Linked DNA regions of Mus musculus: regions 1, 3, 4, 5, 6 and 7 are each linked to region 2. Evidence: chromatin contacts called from public HiCAR-type, HiChIP or PLAC-seq and promoter capture Hi-C data. All regions are on one chromosome and are shown on one strand. Each heading gives the region's core, a stretch centred on a gene start, on an enhancer-like site or on the middle of the called end of the contact. The rest is flanking DNA. Distances are from core to core; before and after follow the strand shown. Region 1 overlaps Arhgef10 (Rho guanine nucleotide exchange factor (GEF) 10). Region 2 holds the start of Erich1 (glutamate rich 1). Region 3 holds the start of BB014433 (expressed sequence BB014433). Region 4 holds the start of Kbtbd11 (kelch repeat and BTB (POZ) domain containing 11). Region 5 overlaps Myom2 (myomesin 2). Region 6 overlaps Arhgef10 (Rho guanine nucleotide exchange factor (GEF) 10). Region 7 holds the start of Tmco3 (transmembrane and coiled-coil domains 3).

Evidence for each region. Promoter capture Hi-C pulls out the DNA fragments that hold promoters and counts their contacts. HiCAR-type assays count read pairs that join an accessible place to other places. HiChIP or PLAC-seq counts read pairs in DNA pulled down with a chosen protein or histone mark. Capture Hi-C pulls out chosen DNA fragments and counts their contacts.
Region 1: an H3K4me3 HiChIP or PLAC-seq map of stem cell-derived neural progenitor cells shows a contact between it and region 2, with 4 times the contacts expected there. The contact joins the enhancer-like site here to the promoter of Erich1 in region 2. A contact is called at or near these places in 1 of 39 promoter capture datasets (hippocampal neurons) and 5 of 115 datasets of contacts at active chromatin or transcription factors (astrocytes, embryonic stem cells, large pre-B cells and 2 more).
Region 3: a promoter capture Hi-C map of hippocampal neurons shows a contact between it and region 2, with 6 times the contacts expected there. The contact joins the promoter of BB014433 here to the promoter of Erich1 in region 2. A contact is called at or near these places in 15 of 39 promoter capture datasets (the 3T3-L1 cell line, 3T3-L1-derived adipocytes, the SN4741 cell line and 10 more), 1 of 15 datasets of contacts at CTCF or cohesin (large pre-B cells), 5 of 484 Hi-C or Micro-C datasets (CD8 T cells, Th1 cells, embryonic stem cells and 1 more) and 8 of 115 datasets of contacts at active chromatin or transcription factors (astrocytes, embryonic forebrain and embryonic stem cells).
Region 4: a promoter capture Hi-C map of pre-B cells shows a contact between it and region 2, with 2.0 times the contacts expected there. The contact joins the promoter of Kbtbd11 here to the promoter of Erich1 in region 2. A contact is called at or near these places in 4 of 39 promoter capture datasets (cranial neural crest, hippocampal neurons, liver and 1 more), 1 of 484 Hi-C or Micro-C datasets (embryonic stem cells) and 3 of 115 datasets of contacts at active chromatin or transcription factors (astrocytes, embryonic stem cells and thymic regulatory T cells).
Region 5: a HiCAR-type map of fibro-adipogenic progenitors shows a contact between it and region 2, with 8 times the contacts expected there. The contact joins the enhancer-like site here to the promoter of Erich1 in region 2. A contact is called at or near these places in 5 of 39 promoter capture datasets (the 3T3-L1 cell line, liver, maxillary cranial neural crest and 2 more), 2 of 115 datasets of contacts at active chromatin or transcription factors (embryonic stem cells and fibro-adipogenic progenitors) and 1 of 9 other capture datasets (embryonic stem cells).
Region 6: a contact with region 2 is called in a promoter capture Hi-C map of hippocampal neurons, with 3 times the contacts expected there. The contact joins the enhancer-like site here to the promoter of Erich1 in region 2. A contact is called at or near these places in 4 of 39 promoter capture datasets (cranial neural crest, embryonic stem cells, frontonasal cranial neural crest and 1 more) and 2 of 115 datasets of contacts at active chromatin or transcription factors (embryonic stem cells and regulatory T cell precursor).
Region 7: a promoter capture Hi-C map of liver shows a contact between it and region 2, with 2.4 times the contacts expected there. The contact joins the promoter of Tmco3 here to the promoter of Erich1 in region 2. A contact is called at or near these places in 3 of 484 Hi-C or Micro-C datasets (CD4 T cells, CD8 T cells and embryonic stem cells), 1 of 115 datasets of contacts at active chromatin or transcription factors (memory CD8 T cells) and 2 of 9 other capture datasets (adipose tissue and liver).

Annotation. Positions count from the first base shown.
Region 1 is chr8:14,983,745-14,987,596 of GRCm38.p6, reverse strand. Arhgef10 (Rho guanine nucleotide exchange factor (GEF) 10) reads right to left here. Exons shown (of 29, transcript NM_172751.3): 26 at 3,685-3,827. Among named protein-coding and RNA genes, the nearest start is that of Gm35149, 11 kb to the left of the region's middle. Within about 2 kb of position 1,401, at least 95 of the 459 cell types and tissues checked have an H3K27ac peak or open chromatin away from gene starts, as enhancers often do. A contact at or near this core is called in thymic regulatory T cells, where this site is marked.
Region 2 is chr8:14,088,958-14,092,861 of GRCm38.p6, reverse strand. Erich1 (glutamate rich 1) reads left to right here and starts at 2,535. Exons shown (of 6, transcript NM_001034862.2): 1 at 2,535-2,621. The coding sequence starts at 2,600.
Region 3 is chr8:15,044,333-15,048,171 of GRCm38.p6, reverse strand. It overlaps BB014433 (expressed sequence BB014433), which reads left to right and starts at 2,094. Exons shown (of 2, transcript NR_037972.1): 1 at 2,094-2,205.
Region 4 is chr8:15,009,356-15,013,329 of GRCm38.p6, reverse strand. It overlaps Kbtbd11 (kelch repeat and BTB (POZ) domain containing 11), which reads right to left and starts at 2,305. Exons shown (of 2, transcript NM_029116.2): 1 at 2,016-2,305. 5830468F06Rik (a long non-coding RNA gene) reads left to right here. Exons shown (of 2, transcript XR_003947516.1): 2 at 1-2,599.
Region 5 is chr8:15,071,150-15,074,588 of GRCm38.p6, reverse strand. All of the region lies in intron 6 of Myom2 (myomesin 2), which reads right to left. Among named protein-coding and RNA genes, the nearest start is that of Myom2, 15 kb to the right of the region's middle. Within about 2 kb of position 1,573, at least 61 of the 459 cell types and tissues checked have an H3K27ac peak or open chromatin away from gene starts, as enhancers often do. A contact at or near this core is called in fibro-adipogenic progenitors, where this site is marked.
Region 6 is chr8:14,966,493-14,970,352 of GRCm38.p6, reverse strand. All of the region lies in intron 18 of Arhgef10 (Rho guanine nucleotide exchange factor (GEF) 10), which reads right to left. Among named protein-coding and RNA genes, the nearest start is that of Gm16350, 7.2 kb to the right of the region's middle. Within about 2 kb of position 2,157, at least 73 of the 459 cell types and tissues checked have an H3K27ac peak or open chromatin away from gene starts, as enhancers often do. A contact at or near this core is called in hippocampal neurons and regulatory T cell precursor, where this site is marked.
Region 7 is chr8:13,286,221-13,289,879 of GRCm38.p6, reverse strand. It overlaps Tmco3 (transmembrane and coiled-coil domains 3), which reads right to left and starts at 1,867. Exons shown (of 13, transcript NM_172282.2): 1 at 1,493-1,867. It overlaps Dcun1d2 (DCN1, defective in cullin neddylation 1, domain containing 2 (S. cerevisiae)), which reads left to right and starts at 1,754. Exons shown (of 7, transcript NM_001024504.2): 1 at 1,754-2,076. The coding sequence starts at 2,074.

The DNA.
Region 1 (3,852 bases), core at 152-2,651, 900 kb before region 2:
AAATGGTGGAAACTCAAGAGCAAGGAAAGCAGCCTTCAGTTAAGCTTCTCCAGTAATGATGCCATAACTGTGCCCCATGGCTCTAGGAAAACAGCTGGGAAGTTAGCATCTACTGGAACCCCAGAACACCAGCCTGTTCATAAACTTAGATTGCTTTAGACTGGTATTAGTTTTTTGAGATTAGATTTTTAAACACACACACACACACACACACACACACACACTCAAAGGTAAGAAGGAAAGCTAACACGCAGCTGGGAAAGAGAAAAGATGGCAAGGGGCTGGAGAGACGCTCAAGGATTAAGATCACATACCACTCTTGCAGACAACCAAAGTTTGCCTCCTAAGCTCCCAAGTTTGGTTGCTCACAGGGGCCCGTAACTTCAGCTGCAGAGGGTCTAACACCCTTTTTGGCCTTTGTGAGCACCTGCACGTGCACACACACACACACACACACACTCACAGAAATAACATGTAGAGAATAGAGTTCCTCCCTACGTGACAGTCAGCATAGGAACCGCCCTCATGCTTGGCAGGAGGCAGACCTGTCCTTTGGGAGGCATTCTGACCCAGGCTGCCAGGTTAGAGACCCCAGACCCAGGATGCCCTGGCCTATGAGCCTTCCTGTTCAGCCCTGCAGCAGCTGTGAGGATGCCTCGCCCTCAGGGCCTCCTCCCTAATGGCTCCCAGTGCTCCCCACCCTGCACGACCCAGGCTTAGCCGTAGGCTCACAGTCTGTGCAGGAAGGCAGCTGGCTCCCCCCAGCAGCAGCACCCCCGCCCCAGCTGGGTGAACACGGGTTGAGATCCCGGGCTGCACCCACATCTCAGCTGTGGCTGCCCACAAAACAGGAACAGCATGAATCTCGTTTTCCCAGAAAAGCAGGTTTTGCTTCTCTCTATAAATGTGTCTAGTTATTTTGGGGCTAAAATATTGCACAGAGGGGACTGGTACTTGGATCTGAATGCTCTACTCGCTGAGCCTTGGAAATCTCCAGCACTGAGCCTCTCTACAGCGTGTGGCATAATAAAGCAGGCAGGGAATGCTACCTTATCTTGGTTGCTTTCAGAGGAAGGCTGCAGAGAGCATCCCCTAGCACTTTTGGTTTTAGTTTACTATAGTAATATGAATAACAGTGATGATGGTGAGGAAGAGGAGGAAGAGGAGGAGGAGGATATAATGTTGCCATTTGGGGAAAAACATCTTAAGATAGTGTTACTATGTCTCAGTATAAAACTAACAAATCACTACTCTGGCTCTTGGATATTTCTTTAAGCAAGATTTCATCCTGATGAAACAGGGCAGCTGGGGTTCCGCTGGGCTCCAGTGTGCTGTGCTGGATGTGGTGGGCGTTTCCCATCACCAACAAAGCAGCCCCTGACTTAGATGAGCATCCTGTGACACTCAGCTGGGCTAGTTTAGACACAGAACCAACGAGGTGAGGACTGCTAGTCGTCAGATCTGCCCTGTGGAGCATGTCTACGTAGGTTCTTGGGACTTTCTAGGAACTTGAATGATGTCACTGGTGCCGGCAAGAGCTGTAACAAAAATCCCAGGAAGTTGCCATGGTACCTGTGACTTGGTAGGGCTCGCTCTGTGCTTGAAGGGAGGTTCTTACAACAGCAGTGACTCACAGGTGGATGTAAGAGTAACCGAAGTTACCAGGAAACTACGGGAGGAGATGCTTGCACAGGTCTCCTCCTGCCTCTCCTGTGGCTAGCTGGCAGGCTGGGCCTTGGGAACACAGAGAAGCCGCTCATACATGAATCAGAAAAAACAGACGCCGGGGTAGCCCAGCACTAGGGCTGAGGCATTAGGATCTTCAGTTGAGGCTCAGCCTGGGCGTGAGTGACGCTATCTCACTGCCATCCTGGGGAGGATGTTTTGAACCTGGGTCTGCCCAGGAAACTTAGCACAGCTGTCTGCTCCTCTGCCCGGGTAGAAACATCCTGCTACAGGCAGAGCCTCAGCTTCTGCAAACTGCACTGCCCTAGGGAGTCTGCAGGCCTTAGGCAGTGTCTTCACGGATGATATCTGTGTCAGTCACACATACTACAGTTTGCAGCTCTTGCGGCAAAAGCCTGGTTAAACGGTGGGGTGTTAAACAAGCATTGGGCCCTGGATTCTACTCTCAACAGGAAAACCACCAGAGTTCTCTGCATCACTCTCTCCCCGAGGGGGACAGCACACGCCACCAAGGCATGTCCTGAAATAGATGTCCAAACAATGTCTAAAAGTGTGACGTGTAAACTCTTAGCAGAACGGCCTGAAGCCCTGCTCTGGTGAGCTGGTAAACCCCACGGAAGATGACCTACAAATGTTCTCCGAGGCCAATGGTGATGGCAGTGTGACACTGAAGCTGCGAGCAGGAGAGTGCTGAACCATCAGGTTAAACTACCCCACCCCATAGAATAAAAACAGAAACAAAACCAAAACAGTGTGACCTGAGCTTACATAGGGACAGGGCTGGGTGAAAGATGGTTTAAGACAGATGGGGTAACTGGGCATGAGCAATCGGTATAATAAGTAGTGTAAGATATGGCTAGAAAATACCAATGGCGCAGTGAAAGATACACAGTCTATACATCTGTGAACTGCAAACACACAGACTGGGACGTGGAACGGGAGACCTGACCGTAGGCAGTGGATGCAGCACTATGCTGCAGGCGTGCTGTGCGGACCCCTTTTCTCCTTTGACTGACAGGCCTGCGCACTGCCTTCAATGCTGTGTAGTGCGCCTGCGTCTAACTAGCTCCACCCCTGTCTTGGAAACTTCCAATTACCATTCCCTTGACATTCTAAAACACAGAGCCTAAAAGGTCTGAGGTTACCCACACTGGGAAAGAGGAACAAGCCAGTGCCGGACAGAGGGTTTTAGAGAGGGGATGGATGTCGTGCATGCTGCTGGAGTGGCACCAGTCAATGATCGTCAGGACCACCTTGTGACTGGAGACCAGTGTACACAGCGGACTGAACAGCAAGGACACATCAATTCTGGTCTGTGGATGGAAACACGCATGAGATGGGGAGGGGCGGGAAAGGGGTGTGCGTGGGGGTAGAGACGTGGTACAGTCTCTCAACTTTCGGCTCAGTTTTGCCAAGAACCTAACGTGGCTCTAAAAATAAAGTTTATCCTTCTCCAGCACCATGTCTACCCATATGCCGCCATGCTTCCTGCCTTGATAATAGATGGAACTTCTGAAACTGTAAGCCAACTGCCTTTACTGCTGGAGTCCTGGTGTCTCTTCACAGCAATGGAATGCTGACTTAAGACAGCAGGTAAGTGCTGGGCGTGGTGGCGCAAGCCTTTAATTAAGCACTTGGGAGGCAGAGGCAGGTGGATTTCTGAGTTCGAGGCCAGCCTGGTCTATAAAGTGAGTTCCAGGACAGCCAGGGCTATACAGAGAAACCTTCTCTCGAAGAACAAAAACAAAACAAAACAAAACAAAACAAATAAACAACAACAAAAAAGACAGCAGGTAGACACAGAGCAACTATGCCCCAGAGGTGTGGTTAGGAAATGGCTGGTTGAATTTTCTAGGTAATATTGTCTTTCTAAGCACAGGCGATAAGTGTCTACGTTTTGCACATAGCCCCAGAATGCCCGACCGGTTCCTGCCACTCGCACTGAGGATGCATCCCATCACCAGCAGGCAGCAGCAGAGTAGGCTTGGCAGCACTCACCTCTATAGTGTGAGTCTCCACGCTGGCCATGAACACCTGCCCTCCCGAGGCTGCCCACAGTGCACCCTCCACCAGGAGAAGGCTTCTGACTGGCAGGACACCCAACTTGATCACTTGCTGGGGTTCCGAGTTCCAGGATCCATCTTAAAAAAAAAAAAAACAATTTTA
Region 2 (3,904 bases), core at 1,286-3,785:
GCCATCTCTCCTGCCCTGCAGTGATTGCTTTAGACTTTTCAAAGATCTTTATGGTGGGTATGAACAGAAGAGATGGTAAGGTAGGAGGGTAAGAATGAAAAACAGCAACAGGAGTAGGGAAGAGATCAACTTGAAAAGGAGACAAACTAGATGGGATCTTTGTGAGTAGATCTGTCAGGGACAGGGGAGAGAGACAGAAGTGGCCGTGTTTCCATGGTGTCTTAGGGTTTTACTGCTGTGAACAGACACCATGACCAAGGCAAGTCTTATTGAAAAAAAAATCAACATTTAATTGGAGCTGGCTTACAGATTCAGAGGTTCAGTCCACTACCATCAAGGTAGGAGCATGGCAGCATCCAGGCAGGCATGGTGCAGGAGGAGCTGAGAGTTCTACGTCTTCATCCAAAGGCTGCTAGTGGAAGACTGATTTCCAGGCACCTAGGGTGAGAGTATTAAGCCCACACCCACAGTGACACACTTACTCCAACAAGGCCTCCAAATGGTGCCTCCCTGGTGCAACAATATACAAATCACACATGGCTAGCCTGGCATCTGAGTGAATGGTGCTTGTGGTCAACTGAGCGTGATACAGGAATCCTGGTGTTTGCTGGAGTTCTTGGGAGTGTAGAAGCTGGCGTGGTGGTCCACATCCAGCACCTTCTGTTTTCCTTAACCGGCAGGCTTTTGTGCCTAGGATTCCAAAGGTGGTAAAGATCTGCCCTGAACAAACACGACTGTGAATCAGGGGATCTCGTCTTTGACGTGGCCACAGGACAGTTGTCACTGGTCATCCTCTCTAGTCAGTCTTAGGTCTCCTCATCTCTCAGTTTTCCAAAGCCCAGAAGTCTTTGTGGCTCAATTCTTAACCACCATTGTGGCCATGCTGGTTCCCTCCATGATCTCCTAAGTTTATGCATCGAAAGCCACACAGCACAAGTTAACAAAGGGCTTCCCAAAGGCCCCCCATGATGATCCTGAAACCCCAACTTTTCAGCTTCTGAACCAAAACTCTGAACCCATTCTAAACTTTCACTTTTCTACCACAGACCAATCTGATGAGTCAGAAAATTTCCTTTGCTTTGCCTGCAAACACATCCACACTCTGACTACTCTTCCCACAACCTTCTATGTCACAACTCAGATGCTAACGATCAACATTTCCCTTATGGCAATGGGCTAGCAATGGACTTTTGCTTCATCTGCTACAACCTCCTTTTAACCGAGAGACAGAAGCCACTTCCTTGACATTTACATTGGGTCATTTCACTTCGAAGCTCAATGCATCAATTTTACACATCTCCGTTTGAAGTTGCTTCTTCCATGATCTTTACCAGTAAAGTAGAAGAAAGCAGCAGAGACCTATTATTAAATACTGATTTATTGATTCATTTCATGACTTATTCAAAGCACTGCTTGTCCTGCTTATTTGACAAGCATGTCTTTACTGGCTACTTGGAACATAACGACCTGGAGAAATAGCAGAAACATTGGGCTATGTTACCCTTAACAACCTGCTGACTGCCTCTTAGGCATCTGTAAAATTTCGCTTGCTTGCCCACCCCACCTTGTGGTTTTAGAGTATAAAACGCAAACAACAGACTGGAGCCCAACCAAGCCTTTCAGGAGCAACCCTGGCTTGAGTCCATCTGCGACATCTCTTCGCTTCTACTCTCACTGATGTCCGAGTGAGTGTTCCAGAGAGTCCTGCAATAGCAACAACCGCGCGCCTTCTCTCCTTCCAGATCCAAACCTGCGTTAGATAGGCTCTAAAAATGTTTTGAGCATTCTCTTCATAACATCAGGTCTTCCTCTTTCATCTTCTCAAAGATGAAACCCAAATCATTTGCTCCTGCATTATTTCCCTTCAAAGAGCCCATCTCTTTGGAATATGGTCCTTACAGTCTTCTTGGTCATGCTCCTCTATCTGACCTTTCATGAACGTTACCACCAGCTTGCAGACCATGTAGGAACTTGGCAGTCATGTTTCTGAAGACGCAGTTCAAGGGTGAAGACTCAATGTCAACAGGGAACAAGGGCTCCAGCGCGGTAACACAGCTGGTCTAAAAGCAAAGTGGAAGACGACACAATGAGAGGGATTCGTAGACGCGAAACAGATGGGAGCATCTCCAGCCGTGCAGCGGTACAACTGGCAGACGTGGTGAGGGGCGCGCGGAACGGATTGCAGGTGTCTGGGGAACCTTGCCTTGCTTCAAGCCTCCAGACCTTCCTTCTCTCCTCAGCAACCTTTCTCCAGCTTGCACTCCAAGTTCCGCAAGTGTGCAGAGCCGGTACTGTCCCCAGCTGTGTCTTGGCCCACGTCCATCACAGGGGCAAACCGCAAACCACAGGAGCAGAGCTTTCAGGCCGTCTGCCTTCCGCGCAGGCTCCAGAGCCAGGCTCCTAGAGGCAGAGTTTAAGCCACGCCCGGGCCGCATACGAACCAATCCGCCCCCGAATATGGATGATTGACATCCAGCGGCGGGGAATTCGGGTCCGGATTAGGCACTCCTAATATTGTGGGCGGGCCTACACGAGAGGAATCCGGAAGCGCCGCGCGACTGGTGGCGGCTGGGGCCAGAGATCCCGGCTGGGGTCCAGTATGTCTTCTCTTCGGAAGCAGGGTAGGCAGGAAGCGCGGAACGCGAACGGAGACTGGATCCGAGATACCCAGGGGTGGCGGACGTGGTAGGCTGATGGCCCTGAGCACTGAGGGATCGTAGGGGCTACAGGGACCTTGAGTGTCTAGGGCAAGATGGGACATGCTGGGCCCTGAGGTACCCTTCTTGTGGTGGCTTCCCCTTCCTGCTGGCTGGGTCTGGCGCTGTCGCAGCTTTTAGGGGCCTTCGTTCTCCCTGGACCACACTAGTGGAGCAGAGGCCTCACCGGACTCTGGGATCTTCTTTGCTGGGGCGGAGCTGGCGCGTGGGGATGGGGATTGGGGTGGTGGGTGGAGGACACAAGACCTAGAGTCTGGAGGATTGCCTTTACCTAGGGCAGCCAGGCCTGCAGTCATCTCTGGGTTAGTACCCTGAGGTCCTGAAGTGCAGTTCATGTGATAGGAGTAGAGAATATGAGACTTTTCTGTGTTTAAAACATGCTTCTCTCTTGTGAAATGGGAGGGAGGTGGAGGAGACGGCTAGTGGCAACTGTATATAGTTAATAAGTATCTGCTTAAAAAGCAGGAAACTAATTTCTCTGCAAGCAAGAAAACCATGAACAAATTAGTATAGTCCCCATCCTTAACTAGCGACTTTCCACTTCAGCCTCAGTGACTTAAGTTTCATCAAACTTTATGGGGGTGGGGCGGGGGGGGGGGTTGGAAGTAAGATGATCTCAGGGATCAGAAAGGACAGATATAACCCTTTCAAAACAGTCTGATCTGATGTTGTGTTTCAAGATGAACATAAGTGTTCTTTACTGAGCAGCAAAACCTTTTTCTAATCCTTGCAAGGAAGAGGATACAAACACTTTATAGGTTCAGCTGTTTCCTGGGTTGACGCCACACCCTGTGCTTTCTCTTCTTGAATTCCCTTCTATGTTCGAGATGCTTCAAAACTTGGCATTAAATGCAAGGAATTATATCATCTATAAAGCACCTCGCCAACTTTAAGACTCTTTTTAACCTCAGTAAATTAAGGTAAAATGCAGGAAAGCTTTTGGTCGTTTTAATCAGACACTAAACTACTCTCTGAAAACAGTCTCTTTTTCTGTTGAAGAGACTATATGACAGAATTATCAGGTAAAATGTAAATAGTTGAAGGATACTGTGTTTTCCAAAGAGTGGGGCTTGTGAACCCAAAACATAAACCTGGAAGTAGGCATTTAAGCCTGAGAAGGCCAGCTAGGATGCCTCATGGTGGTTATATGGGGATGGAGGAGGGAGGGAAAGCATGAGAGAGATGGG
Region 3 (3,839 bases), core at 845-3,344, 960 kb before region 2:
TAGGGATGGGGTTGACATCCCATGATGCATTGTGGCCAGACACTCACCTCCCAGATCGGTGACCCTGGATGACATGCAGGTACAACTTTCTCACCAAAGAACGGGTGAGTATGAAGTGGAAAGATGAGTGATTTCTCAGGTCTTCCTCTCCCGCATGCCCCCGAATCAGTCATAATTAGGGGGTTGGTCATCTACAACAGAGCCGCTCTGAGACTAAAAAGATCGACTGTTAATAACCAGTGCATGCCCAGAGATCCAGACATCTGCCACCCTGACCACAACCAGTTGACCTACACAGCAGAAACACCCAAGAATGTGTGTCTAACCTTACACCCGTGGCTCACCGTGTCAGATTGATTGGTAGAGAGCCAACTAAGAAGCATGCCTCTGGATAGGTCTCTGTGTGTGTGTTTCAGGAAGGTTCAGTTGAGGTAGGGTGTCCCACTACAAATATGGGAGTGCTATTCCATGGACTGGGGTTCCAGACTGCATAAAGAGGAGAAAGCAGGCTGGTCAACAGCGGCCATCTCCCTCTGTTTTCTTACTGCTGATGCAAACCTCCCCTCCACTAAGAACTATGTATCCTCTCGAATTGTAGCTGTGTATCCTCCCAAGCAAGCCCTCCCTCCCTTAGGGCTTTGTCAAGTGTTTTCACTCACCAGCAAGGATCTGACATACTCACTAACTTCGAGCAATTGAGCAAATTATTTTCAAAAAATCATGAATGATCCTAGCACAGCCCAAAGAGCCCTTCTCTCCCTCTTCCCTCTTAATGGCCACTACTGCAGTATCACCTTTGTTCACAAGAGGGCACACCAGCCACCAGAAATCTTTTCTTCCCTGGGCACTCTCCTGGCTGTGAGCTCTTTTCAAGAAGAGCTCAACAATAGTGTGCAAAAGAAAGAAAAAAAGAAAAGTCTGGAACTTGAGTGTTGTTACCCATAATCCTTTTTAATGTGGAATAAAGTTCCATTACTCCTGACCCCGGGGCTGGCAAGTCACAGTAATTGTGTCTGACACATCCTGGGGCATGATAGGCAGCACTGTTTCTATGATTTTTAGAGGACTGTACAAACAAGACCAAGAAAAACCTTAGAAACCTTTTATTTTTCCTGTTGAGAGCTGCCTAGTTTGTCTACTTGCTAATCCCAGCTGCAGAGGAGGTTTTAATTATGAGTAGCTTGTTTTCTTCTGGCACAAAGAATGTAGGGTGGTATAGGGAGTGTAGGCTAAGTATTAGGAGGTAACTCCTCCAAAGAACACAGGGTCCCTTCAAGCCAATAGAAATTCTTCACTGGCCAGTAGACCTAAACCGTGGAGCCCTGAGCCCTACAGTTCTTTGTCAGCGTGCACAAAAATTACATCCTGGTTGTCAAGCTTTGGTTAGCAAGAAGACAACAACAGATGCCAAAAAGCAAGGTTGGTATATTTAGGAACTTTCCCAGGTCCTGTACTATGGGCTGGCATAGGTTTTTGGTGGATTTGGTCTTAGTACCCATTCTGGCAGGCATTGGGGCCTACATACCCAGTTTTAAGGTCACGATAATGTCTCTAACATGACATCAGATGTCCTAAGGTCTTAGGATGTACTAAGCTCTGGGGGCCTGTTACAGTAAGAGATGATCTACAAACACCCAGGCCTGGATTGTCACTCCCAAATGGGTCCCAAAGTCGCTTCAATCTGAGATGTCCCTAGCCCTGTCATATAAAGTATCCTTTATGATGATAAGAGCCCAGACTTGTACTATGACCACTCTGATATCTGCGGGAGAGGGAGGACTCCATACACACTTTAAAACCCATTCAGCACCCTGCATCTGATGTGAGTTTGTCCCATGACAGGACTTCAGAGTCAGGAAGCTGTGGGGTGTGGAGTCACGTGAGCTGTGGAGGTCCACCCAAGGACACTGAGAGACAGTGAGAAGCCAACGGGGCTTTCGAGATGGAACAGCCTTGCTCTACGTGAACCTAGACGTGGGAACAAAGGCTTCCGAAGCCTTGGAAACCATGGGGAAAGAATGCAGTGCTGACCCTGGGAACAAACATAAATTCCAGGTTCTAATAGAAGGAAGGTTCTGGGCGATGACTTCTTTGTTGAACCCAACATTCCCGTGCCCTGTTGACGCACCCCTCTACGGAGCCAAGATCTGTTGGCACAGCCCTCTGCGGAGCCATGCTAAGAACACCATGAACTACAAATTGAGGGTGAGCTCAAGCCTGCTGGTAAGAAACAACCAAAGAAACCCACTGTCTCTAGACTTTCCCAGAAGCAGAATTCTGTGCTGAAGTAGTTGACCCATACCTGTTAGCGCTACTTAAATACGAATACATTTTTATCATGTCACCGCTCATGTGACATGCTCGTAAAATCTACTCATCTCTCTGCCATGGGTCTCGTATAAACCCAGAAAGACAAAGTGATTCTAAAGATGGTAAAGAACTTCCCATTACTGCAGATGTGGAAACTGACCCACACAGAACCAGCAGCACCCTCACCTGCAGCTCCTGGAAACCCAAGTCTACCAAGTTTAGCCTCCAGGATACCCACAGACATGTCTCTTCACTGGACCAAGGTGTGAACAACTCCCTTGGCTTTTCCTGTATTCTTATGCACCTAGGCCCTGTACTGTGTAGGACAGGATGGGTTGCTGTTTGCAGACAGAGTCCTCGTAAGGAAAGGGTGCACAGATACACCAGTGGCAAGGATAACATACTTGATGCTCTTGACCTAAATAATAATCAGAGACATTCAGACAGACAGACAGTCTTCAGGACATTGATATTGAGAGCTGAATGGGCTATTGTGGGAACAGGTATACCCCAGAAAGTCATGATTGTGGGCAAGGGATAATTTCTATAAACAAAATGAATTATGTCTAGCATCTTGAAACCATCTTCCTTGGTCACAGACTATCAAGGGAAATGCCACCCAAGGCTGAGTGGGCCATTTGGGGATAAACATCCTGAAAGGGTTTTCTGGACAAAATTCTGGTTCTGTAGCCAATGCAATGGTTCTACATCTTGGTGAATACAAAGTCAAAGCAAATGCCAGCATGAAATGAAGTAGAAAGATATATTACCTGCAGCAGGAAGGGAAGGGCAGGCAACCATTTCCAAAGCATCCAATGCCTTCCTCTGGGGAAGTGCCTGGAGCTGTTCGGCAAGCCAACAACACCTATGCAGTGGAGAGGGGGCCCCATCCTGAACGTGCTTAGTTAATGCTGAGTTGAACTCCTGCGCATGCTCAATTTAAGGTTATCATTCAGAAAGAAAGATGTAGATGTATTTCTGGGCATGCTCTGGTTTATAGATAGGGCACATAGGAGCCAGGTAGCATGCTGGGCATGTGACATAAACCTTCTGAAGGCTGAGTTAATATAGGAACTTGCCTGTGATGGTGCCTGCTTCACCGCTTGCCTCTGCCACTTGAGGTTTCCTGTGATCTGATCACCAGTCGAGTATCAAAGATATATTATATATTATATGTTATACTATGTTATATATTATATCAATTATATTATATATTCTATGTTATATGTTATATTATCTCATATATCATATATTATATATAACCTCCTTGTTATATCTATTAATAAACAGTTATTAAATAGATGAGTGACTCCATTTGGTTACAATAACTTACAGTTTTATGCTTAGTAGATGTGATAGATGTCAAATGATGCCTTTGCATAAGATATTCTTATATTTGAAAACTCATCTGTAAGCACACACGGGGAACTGGGAGAGAAGGGAGCTGTGAATGGGAACCATCGCAGGGGTCCCACATCTGGTATGGAAGGAGTTGTGAGTGGGAACCATCGCAGGGGTCCCACATCTGG
Region 4 (3,974 bases), core at 1,056-3,555, 920 kb before region 2:
TCCAAACATTTGCTGGTACTAACACTCGGTGTATACACCACAATCAATTCAAGAGAAAAGCTAGAAACCAAGGCTGTTAGTGAGTCCGTGGCTTCCAGAGCAGGACAAATATCCCTGGATTACAGGGGCTCATGGGAGACTGGGCTGGTTTCCACTGGAGGCAGCCTGCTCTGCTCCAGGCAGTCCCGACTCTCAGCTGACACAGTCTGTTCTGACCACAGCCTCAATGCAGGGCGGTCCAGAGAATCAGTGCAACTGCCTAAGTGGATCCAGATTTGCACCGAGCTGTTATTACACAGTAATCTATGCCATGGTGTTTAGGAAACATCTGAAATATGAGCCTAGATGGAGTGCTGGCAAAAGGCATTGCAAGGAGAGAGACAGTCTTTGTTCATGCTGGGACTGTACTGAACATACCCCACTAGAGACCACCACCCGCGCGGGAGAACAAAGTGATGATGTGACCCAGCCTGTGACCCACCGATCTAGACATAGGGCGTAATGGCCCCCAAACTGGTGTAGCTGGGAAGGGCTCGTACAGAAAAGCACATTTAATGCTCTCTCCCAACTCGTAAACCAGAGACGACCTTACAGACGGTAAACAAAACATTTTAAGTATCTTTCCTCTGTATTTTTCTAATGATATGATGAGCCATTTCTAGTAGTTGATATGAAAAGCTCTGAATTCTTTTTATCTCATCAGGACCTTAGCCGAGTTACACCGGAAGGGAGCGTTGGAGCGCCTAGTCAGTCAGTGTGGGGACGCGGTTTTTTCCCAGCAACTCCGGGTACCCGGTACCCAGGAAAGCTCCTTTCTGCCTGGCAGGGCTTGGGGTGGGGGTGGGGGTCTAATAATAGGAACCCTTAGGATGAAAGGCTTAAGGGCGCCATTGACAGCGGTGAGGGTTACTAATTAGAGACTGAGTAATTCAGTGGTTAGGAGTAGGGTGCTGGGAACCCACGGGGAACCAAGGACTAGTCACTCGGTGTTGAAAGATGCTGGGAACTTCAAGATAAGCTCCCGAGTGGAGCTAGAGGAGGGAAAAGAGCTCATTCTTTCTATCCCTGGACTAGACTGTAGCAGGCTGGGGAAAGAAGTGCTTCTTTAGGAAAGCTAAATAATGTTGGAGTGAAAACTCTCCGGTCTAATGCTACAGGTGCAGAGGGCCAACCGAGAGGAACTCGGCAGGACCTGCCCCCACCGCCCTGGAGGGGGTTGGCTGCCCTGGAAGGGGTTGTCCCAGCCGCACAGCGGGGCTGGCAAGGTTCCAGGAAGGCTTGGGCTCCACTCCCAGCCTCTTCCCAGGATGAAGGCGAACCGCGCACTCAATCCTAATTTAAATGCAGCGCGCTTTCCTCCTTCCATCCCCTCCCCACCGTGCTGTCAGGCACGTACCCGCGCAGGCCACCAGGCATCCCTGACCCACTGTCTGGCTCTACGAGCCGAGGCTCCCCGAACGAATACTGTAGCTGTGCGTGGCCCACGCGTCCCGCAGACTACCCGTGGCGTCAAGAGTCTGCCTAGGGGGTCCCCGTCCGGGTCCGCCAAATCATGTCCACTTTCCGAGCTAGCTAGCGCCCAGTCCCTGAGCTGCACCCCCCCCCCCATAAAGAACCCAGTGTCACAGGCAGCAGGAGGGGAGCGGCCAGACCCATGCCAGGGAGGGGCCCGTGCAGGCGACTCACTGTCGCCTGTCGTCCTCCCACGCCACGCCCGGTGCTTTTTTTCTTGGATCAATCCGGTCCTCCGAACCCCCAGTCCCCACTTCCCTCCAAGAGCAGCGTCCCTGCCTACCACCCACAAGGCCCTCCATCCTCCAGGAGTCCCGCAGGCCGCGCCCGGGCCCCTACCTCACCGCTCGCAGCTCGCCGCTCTCCCTCCACCCCTGCAAACCCACCCGAGCCCAGGACGCGCAGCCTGGCCGGGGGGCGTGGGGTGTGTGACGCGCATGCGCACGCGACCATTCACGCGCACCTGTGTGAGCGCCCCCGGGGCGAGCGAACCTTCCACGCACCTGTGCGAGCGCTGCGATTCTGTGCGCTTTCCCGATGCCGGGAACGCGCCGGGCTCCTCCGCACGCGTGCCAACCTCCGGGTTGGCAGCGACTGAGTATGCCCTGCACTTGGAGGGAGCGCGAGCTGGGAGGCCGCCCACGGCCGGGGCGCGCGTGCACCTCGCTGTCCCCGCCTGCCACCTACGGCTTGGGGGTCTTCCGGCAGAGGCTGCAGCTGAGCTAGCCCTCCGTGGATCTAGTGTGCGCGGTGCCCGGCGCCTGCCCGCAACAGCTCCTGCGCCTCCGCACTTAACCCATTCCAGACCAAGTGAGCAGAAGCTGGGAGCTCGCTCTTGGTAGCCTCCAGCCTTGACAGCAGCACCGTGGCGCACAGAGCACCTCCAGTAAAGAGACCCCGCTGCTGCACCCCGCGGGCATGACCTGTTGAGCCCTTCCCAACCCCAAAAAGCACCAGGAACAGGTGTCTGCCGCGAGCTTTGCCCTACCTAGGGCGCTCTTGGCTGTTTGACCTCCAGCATTACATCCTGGGTCCCGCTGAGCATCTGTAAGAAGCGATCCCACACATAGTAATTAAAAATCTGTTGCCCACATCCTGATAGAGTCTAGAATCTTAAGAAAGTTCTGTATAGTGAAGCTGACCAACCAGTTGGTGGACATTTCTTGGTGTCTAGACTGGCCTTCTCCTCTTGTGTGGGCAGCCTCGGGTAACATAAGGAGTGTGTGTCAAATCAGGGTTGATCCTGGGATAAATGCTTCTTTTAACAGCTTTATGCAAATTACCGATGGCCAGATTTCTGTGAACAGAGGATGTGAACATTTGCTCTCTACTCTGCTTTGATATTCTTGGCCAATTTATACCACCAGCCTTTCTGAGTTCAACACCAAAGCTGTAAAAACGCTTCTTGTTCAGTAGCCAGGCATCAACCAGGGCAGAAAGCTGCAAACTGCTGGAATGACTCCTTCCTTCCGTTCCTGTTGGTTACAATAGAAACAGGCTGAGATCATTTTCATTTTCATTATGTTAATTTCAGTTTGTCCTCAAATAGGTAACTCTCAAGGTCTCTTAGTGTGTCTCCATTTACACGTGGGTGGAGAAAAGGCAGAAAGGTGACCAGGATGCGGCCTCAGGGCTTTCTCCACGTGCCCAGCCTCCATCATCCTGGCTCTGGATGCTGGGTGGACCAGCTCCCACACTGGGCTGGGTACCATTTACAGACCTACCCCAACCCCATTCCAACAGGGATTTTTACAAAGCTATACACTAAGTAGGCTGTTCATGGAAATTTTCTGAAAGGATGAAAAAAAAAAAGTAAAGGAAGTAATTAAAAATAACCTTCTGGTGTCTCGTAGAGGGGGTGTTTGGGGGTTACCTGCCATGTGTTTCCCCACTTACACATTTATAGACTCTATTTCAGTGACGTCATTGAAATTTGCCAGAGGTGTGGTAATTAGTTGGAAATTCTTCATGCTTCATGAGGTCCTGAAACTGACCAGGACTGTAATCGCGGAGGGAGTGTGCCATCGAATCCTCCTGCCTCAGGAAGAACCGGACCGTACTGCAGACTTGAGATGCATCACCGTGGCTATCTCCCAGAGACAGGTGTGAACAGGTGTGGCACTGACTGAGCCTTTCACACCCTTAGTGCTGGGTAAAACCGACCAGGTCCAGGTCAGAGCAACAGGCTGGGAGAGAGCCAGCAGCAGCACGCAGACGACACCCTGAATGCAGTCATCCCTCTCAAACCTGACAGGGACAAGATGCTCAACCTGTCTCCCTGACAGTACCCAAGTCAGATGGAAGGATGTATGCTGTGCAGTGGGTAGTGGAGCCATCTTTCTCCAGGGAGGGCGTTCCCCCGATTCTACCATTGCCCTGAGAGCTCTCAGCTCTCTCCGTCTGTGCCTTTATGGTTGATCTTTCCTGCACGCAGCCTTGTGAAGTATAAAAGGAAGGTTGCC
Region 5 (3,439 bases), core at 324-2,823, 980 kb before region 2:
GCCTCTCCTCAACTCCCAGCTTGCCCTGGGCTGACTGAGACATGAAGATGGGGCAGCGCCACCTAAGGCATTAGCGCCGATTAGCTCCTCCGTTCACCCATTAGCACTTCTAGCCCTGAGCTAGGGCACAATGGCAGGAGTTAGGGGGAGGTCTGATGGGAGAAAGTGCTTCTTCCTCTGCAGGCGAGTCACAGTGCTTTCCATCAGTAAAGAAACCCATGACCTGCCACTTGTTCTTTAGAATTGGGAGCATCCAGGGCACTTTTGGGTGGGCAGAGTACAGGTTAGAACTAGGATCTTGTTTTGTCTTGTTCATTGCACTCGTGGGTGTTTTGTACTATACAAAAACATTGAAACAGTGGTATGCGTGTACATAGTAAATGATTACCCATCCACATATGGAAGTGAGCGCTGGAATATTCTTCTCCCTCTGCGTGTGGTAGGATTGTAGGAGACAGGGTGCCTAGGGCAGGGACAGAATGGGAAGCAGAGAGGACATCCGAGTGGCTCTGGGAACTGCACCAAACTCTGATTTCACCGGAGGCTAACTTGGAGGCAGTGAACTCTGAACCCAGTCCTCAGCATGTCCCAGGTGGACCTTCCGTCCCTTCTGCTCCCCGGGGCCTCGCAGGCAGTGTTCAGCAAACCCAGATTCTAAATCTAGCCTTTGCTTCATGCTGAGAGAACTTGAGAGGTTTTACTTTCTGTTGGGATGGGTTCCCAGAATAGAAGGACTTTTTTTTTTTTTGGTCTTGATTTTTACTTCCATGGGGGCACCTTTGCCTCTCAGAGTCTCAGTGCAAAAAAACGTCTCAACAGGACTTCCTGTGAGAATTAATGCAATTTTATCTTCTCTAAAGATGGGCAGACAGCATCATAAGTGATTTCCTCATTGGTGGTAGATGGATGGTAAGTAGAAATCAGACTCAGAATTGAACTCTTCAGACTTTACATACCATAGTCAGAAAGGAGCATAAGAAAAGTTTAGTCATGGGGCTGGAGAGATGGCTTAGTGGTTAAGAGCACCAACTCCTCTTCCAGAGGTCCTGAGTTCAAATCCCAGCAACCACATGATGGCTCACAACCATCTGTAATGAGATCTGATGCCCTCTTCTGGTGTGTCTGGAGACAGCTACAGTGTACTCATATACATAAAATAAATTAATAAATATTAAAAAATGAAAGGGTTTTTTTCTTTTAAAAAAAAGAAAGAAAAGTTTAGTCATGAAAGCATTCAGCAAAAAGTACATGATAGCCATGTCACTAACAAGAAATGGGACAGACTGTTCTAAATGCCCCTCAGATTAAGAGGACAAAAATATCCTTTTGTGGTGATGGAGGGGGTGTTGGGGGGAGGTGGAGATTCTCCTTATGGGTAGTGAGATAAAAATGTGTGAGTATTTGTACCGCGGTACAGACTGCAAGTTAAAGTTCAGATAGCACCCAGGAGCCAAATTGCTTTTAAGTGTCGTCAGAACTCAGCTGCAGGAGCCAGAGTGTAGTCATAGTAGTAAATGTCACCTCAGAATGCAAGGAAAAGCTCATTCCATGGCCAGCTAGAGAGAAGGGCAAGGCATTCCGCACCCCAGACACACCCCGGATCAGATGATCCGTAGCTCAGCACTTTGGAATGAACAGCTGAGCTGAGCTATCATTTGTGGGGTTTCCCAATGCTCTTTTCCTGGAGAATATGAAATTCTCTTCATCTGCTAAGAAGGGCCCAGGAGGGAGAAGAAGGAAATGAAGGGATCTGCTGGTCTTGGCAAGTGTAAGTCAAGAGACCTGGGTTTCTGGATCATTCCATCATGGCCTGCCAGGGCCAAACAGCTTAGTTCATTCTGGGTGTTTCTTTACTGTTTAAAGCCAGTGTTATTCTGGATGTAAAGTCTGAATACTGCCAACATTGGGTCAGGGTGTGACAGTCTTTATGCTCATTCAAATCTAAGCTTCCCAGACCTGCCGGTCAGAGCGCACCTACTTCAGGGATCAGACACTCTGACATCAGTGTTGTCCGTGAGGAAGCTGGCACTGGCTGACTGCCCACTGATCCCTGGTGTCAAGGGAAGAACTACTGTCCACAGAGCTCCTGGGCCCTGGAGTCTGCCCACCCGACTGGCTTCTCCCTGAGCTGTAATGCTTCCACCAGGGACACGAGTACCCGCACATCTTCTGGATCCCACTCATTCCCTACTCCACATCTGGTTCCTTATTCTTGAGTTTCAGTGTGAGCTTGACACTGGTCACCTTGGGGTCCTCCCACTGCAAGTCAGCGGGGATCCTGTCTGCTCACCTTAGCTTCTAAGACCCCTGTTAGCTTCGGCTAAGCTAGCATCCTCCCTGTTCTGCAGGTTCCCTAGTCTACAGGCCTATCTGTAGTCTCCATTTCTCCTTTCCCTTTCATCCCCAGCACCTGTGCACCTCAAGAGACTGTTGGAGAGTCTTCACTCAGACACCCAGTTCCCACCCACTATCCTTTCACCTTGAAAACTCTTTCCAAGAAAGATTTCCCCTGTCCCCGTTTTTCCATGACCTATCACCCTAGACCCAGTTCTCCCCTCACCTGCCTGTTATTCACCTTTGCTCAATGGGAGACACCTCCTGGACACCAGAGAGCAAGTCCAGTTTTGGTGGCTACCCACGTACCACATCACCAAAACAGCACCAGGCACTCAGTTGGCTCTCAATGGACGACAGGAGAAACCAACCAGCTGTGAGGCTAGGAGTCTGCTCTTATCAGGGGATGGGGCTTCCAGCTTGGTAGAGACTGGACAGCTGTGGAGGTGTGGCACTTACACAGAAAGGGGAGGGGCCCACAGTCCCGTGGGGGCTCTGAACAGCACTAAGCTGTCCTTAGGCCACCAGAATGAGCTCAGGGAAGGGGCTGTCTGCCCCACAGAGAAGCAGGAGTCAAAAGGAAGCAGATAGGAAGAGGAAGAAAAACTGAGAAACAGACAGAGGAATTCCACCTCAGCTGCAGGATCAGGACCTGACAAAAGGCTTCCAGTCAAAGCAGGCTCGTGGTGGGAGTAAAACCTCAAGAGCACAGCACAGTCACGTGACCCTCCCTCCCTCCTAGTGGAGCCCCGCATCCATCTTCATCAGGGAATGGCTGGTCACCACAGCCTCCTGCTGAGACTTGACATCCCAGGATGGAGTGGTGCCCAAGGGGGTGGGGGGCAGTTCTCATTCTCTTAGGAGAAGTCGGTAATGGGAGAGGGGGTTGTGAGGGAAGGACTGGGAGGAAAAGAGGTGGGGCCTGCAAATGGGATGTAGAGTGAATAAAAATTAATTAATTAGTTAGTTAATTAAAAATACTGCTGGGCATGTTCATCTATAACCCCTCCCCCGGAAACTTTCTGCTTTGACTTTCTCCCCGCAGACCACACCCTCTTCTTGGCCCTGGTGTCCTGCTCCAGATCTGCTAGGGGCTGGGCATACT
Region 6 (3,860 bases), core at 908-3,407, 880 kb before region 2:
ACAGCCAGGACATCTACAATACCTCAGGGAGTGTGGGAGATGCCGACGTGACCCTCGCCAAGTCTGGAAACTGAACCACTGACTGTCCCAGACGCTGGCTGAGGGGTGTCAGGGGCAGAGAGTTTCCCATACCCAGGCTGAAGCTCTTCTACCAGGGGTGGGTTGTAAATCTGGGAATGCAGGAGCTGGCGTGGAGGAAAACAGTCAGTGCCAGTAGGAACAGGCTCCCAGGTGCTGCCTCCTGCAGCAGCCACCAAGCTTATCTCAGGGCAAACATTTCTTCACAGCACTCCCTCTGAGTTTCTCCATCTCCCAAGAGCCATCAGGAACTGGGAGGAATTGCTGTCCTCTGATAGAGCAACCAGCTCCAGGCTGTGTCCCTGTCCTCGCCTCCTCAAAGGTCCCCTTCCCTGGGTTAAAGCGTCTGATACCTGGCTGCTTGCTGAGAGCAAAATCCAGGGTTCCCATCTGGCTTCTGTGTGGGGTGAGGCAACAAATCAAGGTCCGGAGAATGGCATTGTATCAAACTGAGCCGTTTCTACACAGCAAAAGGAGCAATTGGCTGATGAGCCTTGGAAGTCGTAAGAATGCCTGACCTGCGAGTTAACATGTGACAAAGGGCCAGCATCTGCCATCTCTATTGAAACCCGACTAAAAACAGGCGAATAATCTGAACAGACATGTCTAAGAGTAAGACACACAAATGCCCAATAAGTCCATGTGCACTGTGGAAAAGCCACATCAAACCTCACCTCATACCAGTGAGAATGGCTATCATCAAAAACAAAATAGCAAATACAGGCAAGAACTCAGAGAAAGGGGAATTATCACTTGGTGCTCATGGGGATCTTAGAGCCACCCTCAGAGAACAGTAGGGAGGCTTTGCAGAAAACCCTGAACAAACACTCCACATGCTCCGGCTATCCGACCCAAGCCTGTATCTCAGGGAATAAATGGGGGGATGTGGGGGTGTCAGGCACACCTGTGCTGATTCCAGCCCTTGTCACAAGCGCCTGACACAGAATCAACTGCAGTGTCCATCAGCAGACAGAGCTGACAATGAGAATGTGGTACACACAATGGAAAATTACACCCAGTAACAGAGCATTGAGTCCTGCCATCTGTGGCAAACTGGATGGCACCGGAGTACACTGTGCTAAATGAAATAAGTCAGACCCAGGAAGATAAACACCATGTGAGAAAGGCAAGACGAGGGTCCGTATGTGGAATAGTTACTCCAGCAGCTGGGAGTGGGGAGAGGAGAGGAGACTGAAGAGGGGGCTCCAGATAGGTGCAGACAAAGCGCTAGGCAGTGTAACTGACTACAGTTTACAGCAACCAGTGGATAGCTGGAAGAGAGGTGACACGAAGCTCCAGATGCAGAGGAATGGCAAGGAGGTGGTGGCATTAAGTACTCAGATCAGTCAGGATGTGTTCTGTCAGGACCGAAATGTCACTCTGTGCCCCACAAACATTTCTAATTATCACGTGTTAATCGCAAGTTGAAAAACAATTTTCTAGGAGACAGAAACACTAGGGATCTTGTTCAATCATTGTGTTTTGGGTTCAGATGTCAAATTATCATATCATCTGACATGGGTATGTTAAATACAGCAAGAATGCAGATGTAACACCAGGGGGTGTGTTCTTATTTTGATGGGGACCACCAGAAAGACAAGTGGGATCCTACATCACCTGAGTCCCCAGGCCACCTATGGACCATGTGCTAGGTAAGCCAATACAGATAACCATCTGACACAGAAAATGAGGACCCACCTCTTGGGTCTGTGACCAGCGTGCACAGGGGCAGCTTACCCAACAGATGGCTCACCATCTTTCTCTTCCCAACCATGAGCTACAGCCTGAAAAGTCAGTAAAACACTTTAAACTGCCCTCAGGAAAGTACACACTTTCCAAAGTCATTTCAGGAGATCCGAATGCTTAACCCAACCCATGGGTCCCCACAGGAGCCCAGGCCACTGGTTCCCAGGCCCCTCTCTGTAGGCAAAGTCCATCGTGGAAACCCAATACGACTAACGACTAACGTTCATGCCCTGCCTCCATCTGAAGCCTGCTTTCTGGGTGCTTGGAGCTGTGTCGGGGCAGCTCCTTGCTGCTTCTGCTGGCACAGCCTCACCCTTCCTCAGCACTGGTTGCTAGGCAGTGACACCCACGTTCTGCCTCCAACACAAAACAGCAGACCAAGCTTCCAGAGCTGAATGTTACAGTCGTTCAAAACAACACAAAAGTCGTACGATTTCAATGGGAACAAGAACTTCTACCCAGCTTCTCGAAACATCCTGAGATAACAGGCCCCACCCAGGGAAGGGGAAAGAACACACAGAGGCCAAAACTCTAAAGGAAGCACAGGGGAGACTCGGGGACCTCTGATTACCAGTTCAGCCTGCTGCTGGTGTGACTGACTGGAGGGCGGCTCATTGGATCCTAAAGACAGGCTGCCCCTGCTGTGAGGTGGATCTAGACACACCCAGTCCAGCCCCTTCCCAGTATCTACTGTTAGACAGAGTCTGCAGCAGCAGTAGCAAACCTCTCAAGTGCAGAAAGATGCCCATTACTGAGGTCGGCATGCACACAAGACAACTTGAAGGGATGGATTCTCTCTTCCACCATGTGAGCAGCAGAGAGCAAGCGCAGGCCAGTCAGGCTTGGTGATCAGTACCTGCTGAGCCACCTGACCCAGCAACATGTCCTAAATGCCTAACCCTCAAGACGTAGAAGAGTAAAATTTTCCTGTCTGTGATAATGGCTGCCTAACCAACTTGGCTGCTCTGTGCACTTTGCTTTACACGTGGACAACATCGAAGCACCACCTTTGACACTTCAGATATAGCTGGCATTCCATTAAACCTCAGCAAGGGAGTACGGACAGCCTGGGAGTCATGCCACTCACACAGCCCAGGCCGGGCGTGGTGGCGCACGCCTTTAATCCCAGCACTCGGGAGGCAGAGGCAGGTGGATTTCTGAGTTCCAGGCCAGCCTAGTCTACAAAGTGAGTTCCAGGACAGCCAGGGCTACACAGAGAAACCCTGTCTCGAAAACCCAAAAAAAAAAAAAAAAAAAGGATTTAGTCATCCCTGCTGTGTATGCCTCTCAGATGCGGGACTCACTGCATCTCAAGCAACAAGAGATAGCAGGGGCCTTCTCCAGTTCCGTGTTCCTAAGACAGAAGGGGCAACCCAGGGCTAGTCTCCCATGGACCCCAGGGCTGGCTGGCTGGACTTCTGCAGTCACCCCGCAACCATGGCTCCTTCAGGAGTACCCAGGCCAGTACAGCTGCAAATGGGTCACCAGCCAAGGGCACACATGCAAGGGTGAGTCAGGGTGCCCACCTCAATCTGCAGAACCCTCTGTCCTTCCGGAAGACAGTTCTTAAAAGACACTGTTTCTGAGAACACAGTCTCCCCTTTATCTCCATTATGGGATGTGCTACACAGTGCACACTGTCTGTGCATCAGAAGGTCTGCTCCTAAATTTCTTCAGGATAGCCTGGCCTGTGCCACATTCACTGGCAGCTCGCAGGACCCAGCACTTGGTTCATCACAGGCTCATAATAAATAAACATGAACAACAATACCACATCATTAAACTGAAATGCCCCCTGGGGATGGCAGGGCCCTTAATTCGTCCTGCGGATCCCATCTGTAAGGCATGCTGTAAAGCGGGGGGATGAGGAAAGGCTAATCAAGGGAGACATTAACAGATGAAGTCACATGCCCACCAAGTCACCACCTCAAAGGGCATGGCACTCCACCAATATCAGCAGCAGGACAATGATACGCGTCATGCCAAGGCATGGGCGCACCCACAGTGAGAAGCAGAGCAAACTTCTAGAAGGCGGA
Region 7 (3,659 bases), core at 618-3,117, 800 kb after region 2:
TTATTAAGAAGAAAAAAAACCCTCAAATCCATTTTTGAAACACAATGTTTACTACTACATAACTAGGCTACTTTCAAGCATCTGCTTCTCCTGCCTCAGCCTCCAAAGTAGAGCTCTGCTCTCTACAAGATGATATAAAAAAGGAGAAATGGATGAGACAGCAAAGAAAAGTCTCAATGGGAAAAATTACTGAATTAAAGCCTATCTATCTATCCATTCATCTTTCTATCTATGTATCTATCTATGTATCCATTCATTTATCTATCTATCTATCTATCTATCTATCTATCTACCTACCTATCTATTTTTGAGGCAGTCTTACTATGCAGCCCTAGCTGTCCTGGAATTAGCTATGTAGACTAAGCTGGCCTCAAACTCGCAGAGATCTGAGTCTCTGCCTCCCATGTGCTGGGATTAAATGTGTCTTCTTCCATCAGCAAAGCCTATTTTAACTCTAAAGTACATTTTAAAAGAGCACCTGTACCCACATGAACATAACAGGTAGCTGCCAAAGATGAAGCACTTCAGTAGCCGGCCAATCCTTGAAACTACTTTGGAAAAAGAAATAGAGAATATAATACAGAAGAGGAATAAGATGCCATGCACCAAAGGAAGATAAGTCAAACAGAGGCAGAGCAAACAGCCTATATGACTTAGAACCAATGAACCATGGCTTCTTGGTGGTGCCCAAAGGGCTGTTCAAATAGCTACTTTATTTGTTCAGGAGGTGCCAACTTAAATCCACAAAGAGAGGAGACACAGAGCCTACTCACTAGCCAGCTGCTTGTTCTTTTTTTAGTTAGGGAAGCCAAGGAGGAGAAAAAGATCTATGAAGAAAGAGGCCCTTTCATCAGTAGCAAACACTTCTCTGGTAAGTAAGCAAATCTACATTGCACCCCAGGAAGATGAGATGGATGCTGACAATAAATAAACGAGAGGTTAAACCCACTGGGCCAGAGTGACCTTCCCTGTCACTTTCAACTTACTTGATTGGTTTTACCACCTAAATTAAGAAATTAATGTGTAAACCATCTTGGTTTGATTGTTGACTCTGCCAACCTCCCTGGCTGTATAAGCTTAAGTCAAGTGTTGCAGGGCACCCACATCCCTTATTGAAAGAGACAATCTTGGGGCGTCTTTCCAGGTTTATCTTTAAGAAGAGGCTGTCTGCGGGCAGCCTCACGGGGCGGGACAGAGAGACTACAAAAAATTACAGGGAAGAACAAAAAAACGGGAGGCTCGGGGAGCTGAACCTCCGAGTTTAGGTGAAGTCTTGGAAACGGTTGTCTTCCCCCATACCCCGAAAGAACTTCTAGGAAAAGACCCTCCACCCCCTGGAAAGTAGACAAAGGCAGTCTCCTAGGAAGGATCCCCTTTGGAAGAGACAAACCAAGAAGGAGCCCCGGGTAGGAGTCGCCAGGATTGAGCAACCCGGATGAGGACCCCGGTGGAGCGCATCTCAGGACAGAAGTCCCGCAGCTGCAGAGCTTACCCCGATGGAGGAGGCCGCTCTCTGGACATGCGACCTCAGCATCACTGTCCCCGATCGAGAGTTCCCCGACGCAGCGAACCTCAGGGCCGCCAAAGAATTGCCCTCATCTCTTTCCTGGCCTCGGGACCAGGACACCGAGGACGGCACCGCCCTCTTCTTACTTCAGGCGCTTCTGACGCGCAGCTGGAAAGTAGGTGCGGCTCCTTTAAGCAGGCTGCCGATGGACAGCTCCGTCGTCCTTCGCGCGGCGCGATGCACGCCGGGAACTGGAGTCCCGGGAGCCGGCCGGCCAGCCAGCTTCCAGAGAGTGCGTAAGCCTAAGAGCCTCAGAACAGCAACAGCCTCCGAGAGAGGTTACGATGTGACCCAAACGCTGTGCCTCGGAGCTGAGGGGCGCCTGTCCACGCTGCACGCGGAGAGCCGAAGACGGAGCGAGCCCCCCCAGTCACCTGAAGGGAGCGTTCGAACACTGCGCCTGCGCAGAGCGCCTGCTGCTAGCCGCCGCGGCAATCGCCTGCGCAGAGGAAGAGCGGCGTGCGCTTGCGCAGAAAATTGAAGTCGCTTCGGCAGCCTTGGGGAGCATGGTAGGTGGCTAGCTTTGCGCTCTGCAGGTGCGGGCCAGAGCCGGGCGCGGAGGTCACCTCTCTGTGGCGGCATTAGGATAACCGAACCGAGAGGCCGGGCGTGCCCGTCGTGGTGTTGAGGGAGGGCGCGGTTGACTTGGAGTAGCATGGTGTGAAGAGGGGTGTGAGGAGCCCAGTTGGATCTCCGGGGAGGGCAGCGGCGCCGGGTCAGCTGGGTGCTGACCGGACCGGAGGGCGGGACGGGGCTGTGCGACGGGTGACAACCTGCCTGCTGGGCGGAGCCGTCCCGCTTCTGAGTGGACAGTGACGCCGATTGGGGCGGAGCTGGCAGAGCTTTGAAGCCGTCAGCCCGGGGAGGTTTGTGGAAGAGGTGGAAGGACGCGATCCCCGGAAGGTGGTGCGCAAGGCTCCGCGGGGTTAGCATGGTTTGCGATCCGCTCAGCTCTCGCCGCGGCGAGGATATCCCCTACTCGCCCGCTCTCTTCCTGAGATCAGGCTGGGAATCCTGGAGGCGGGGAGGGACCGACTGGACGCCCTGGAGGTAGAGGAGGGTTTGCCTAGTAGAGCCGTGCAAAGGCCTGGACCGCGGGAGGACGCCTGACAGTCCCATTCCTTGGGTCTCGGGGTAGCCTTGCTCCGAGAGGATGCAAGCGAATGGGAGCCGAGGAAGACAAGTTTTGTCTCTGTCCTGGGAGAGATGTCGGCTTGGCTTGGTTTGCGTAGAGGAAACAGGGGAACTGAGGACCGAACCCTGGGGAGGGAAGAGGGGATGGAACCAATACCGAGAAGGACGAGGCTGGAAAACTAAAAGGTTTGAACCTAGAAATCAAGAAATAATGGAGAAGAGCTGCAGAAAGACTCCTCTGACCAGCTGCTAGCAGACTTCAGCGGCCAAGCCACTCACCTGCGCTCTTGGACAGGAACGTCACTGGGGAAGGAAATGTTGGGAGGCTCAAGATTTGGGAACACTTGGACTTGATGCCCTCATTTCCAGGCTTGCACATGGCAAAGCACAGTCAATCTGTAGTGGGCCGCAAATCTGTTTGAGCAAATGTTTGTCCTATGAGCCCTTTGAAATTGACCATAAGAGGAGGTATTTTGCTAAGTGTCTGTGGAAGGACATTTTACAGATGCTTTCTAAAATCTTATATGGGAGCACTCTTGTGCCTAGGTTGTGTGTTATTCTTCACAAGATAACATAAAGTGTATGAAACTTTTCGTACCAGCTTCTGTTGTTTGGAAGGTCCACTTGTCCTGTATCTCTTTACTGATTGTCACCTGCTGAAACAATTCTAAACAGCTGCTGTTGTATGTGAGGAACTGTGTTGAGCTCTGTGGGAGACTATGAAAACATAAATCAGTGGCTACGGGCACTTCTAGCAGCAGTCTACTGTAAATTTAGTTTTGAAACATCTGAAATTGATGCAGATAAGTCATTGGAACTGTTAGGCAGAGAATGTCCCCCTAAAAGGTTGTCCCTGAAGGAGTTCTGCTAGTCTCTTCTTGATGGTCTTTTTTCTAAGTGTAATATTTTATTGCAATTTAATTGACCAAAAGCGTAAAGTAAAATCTGCCACTCCAGC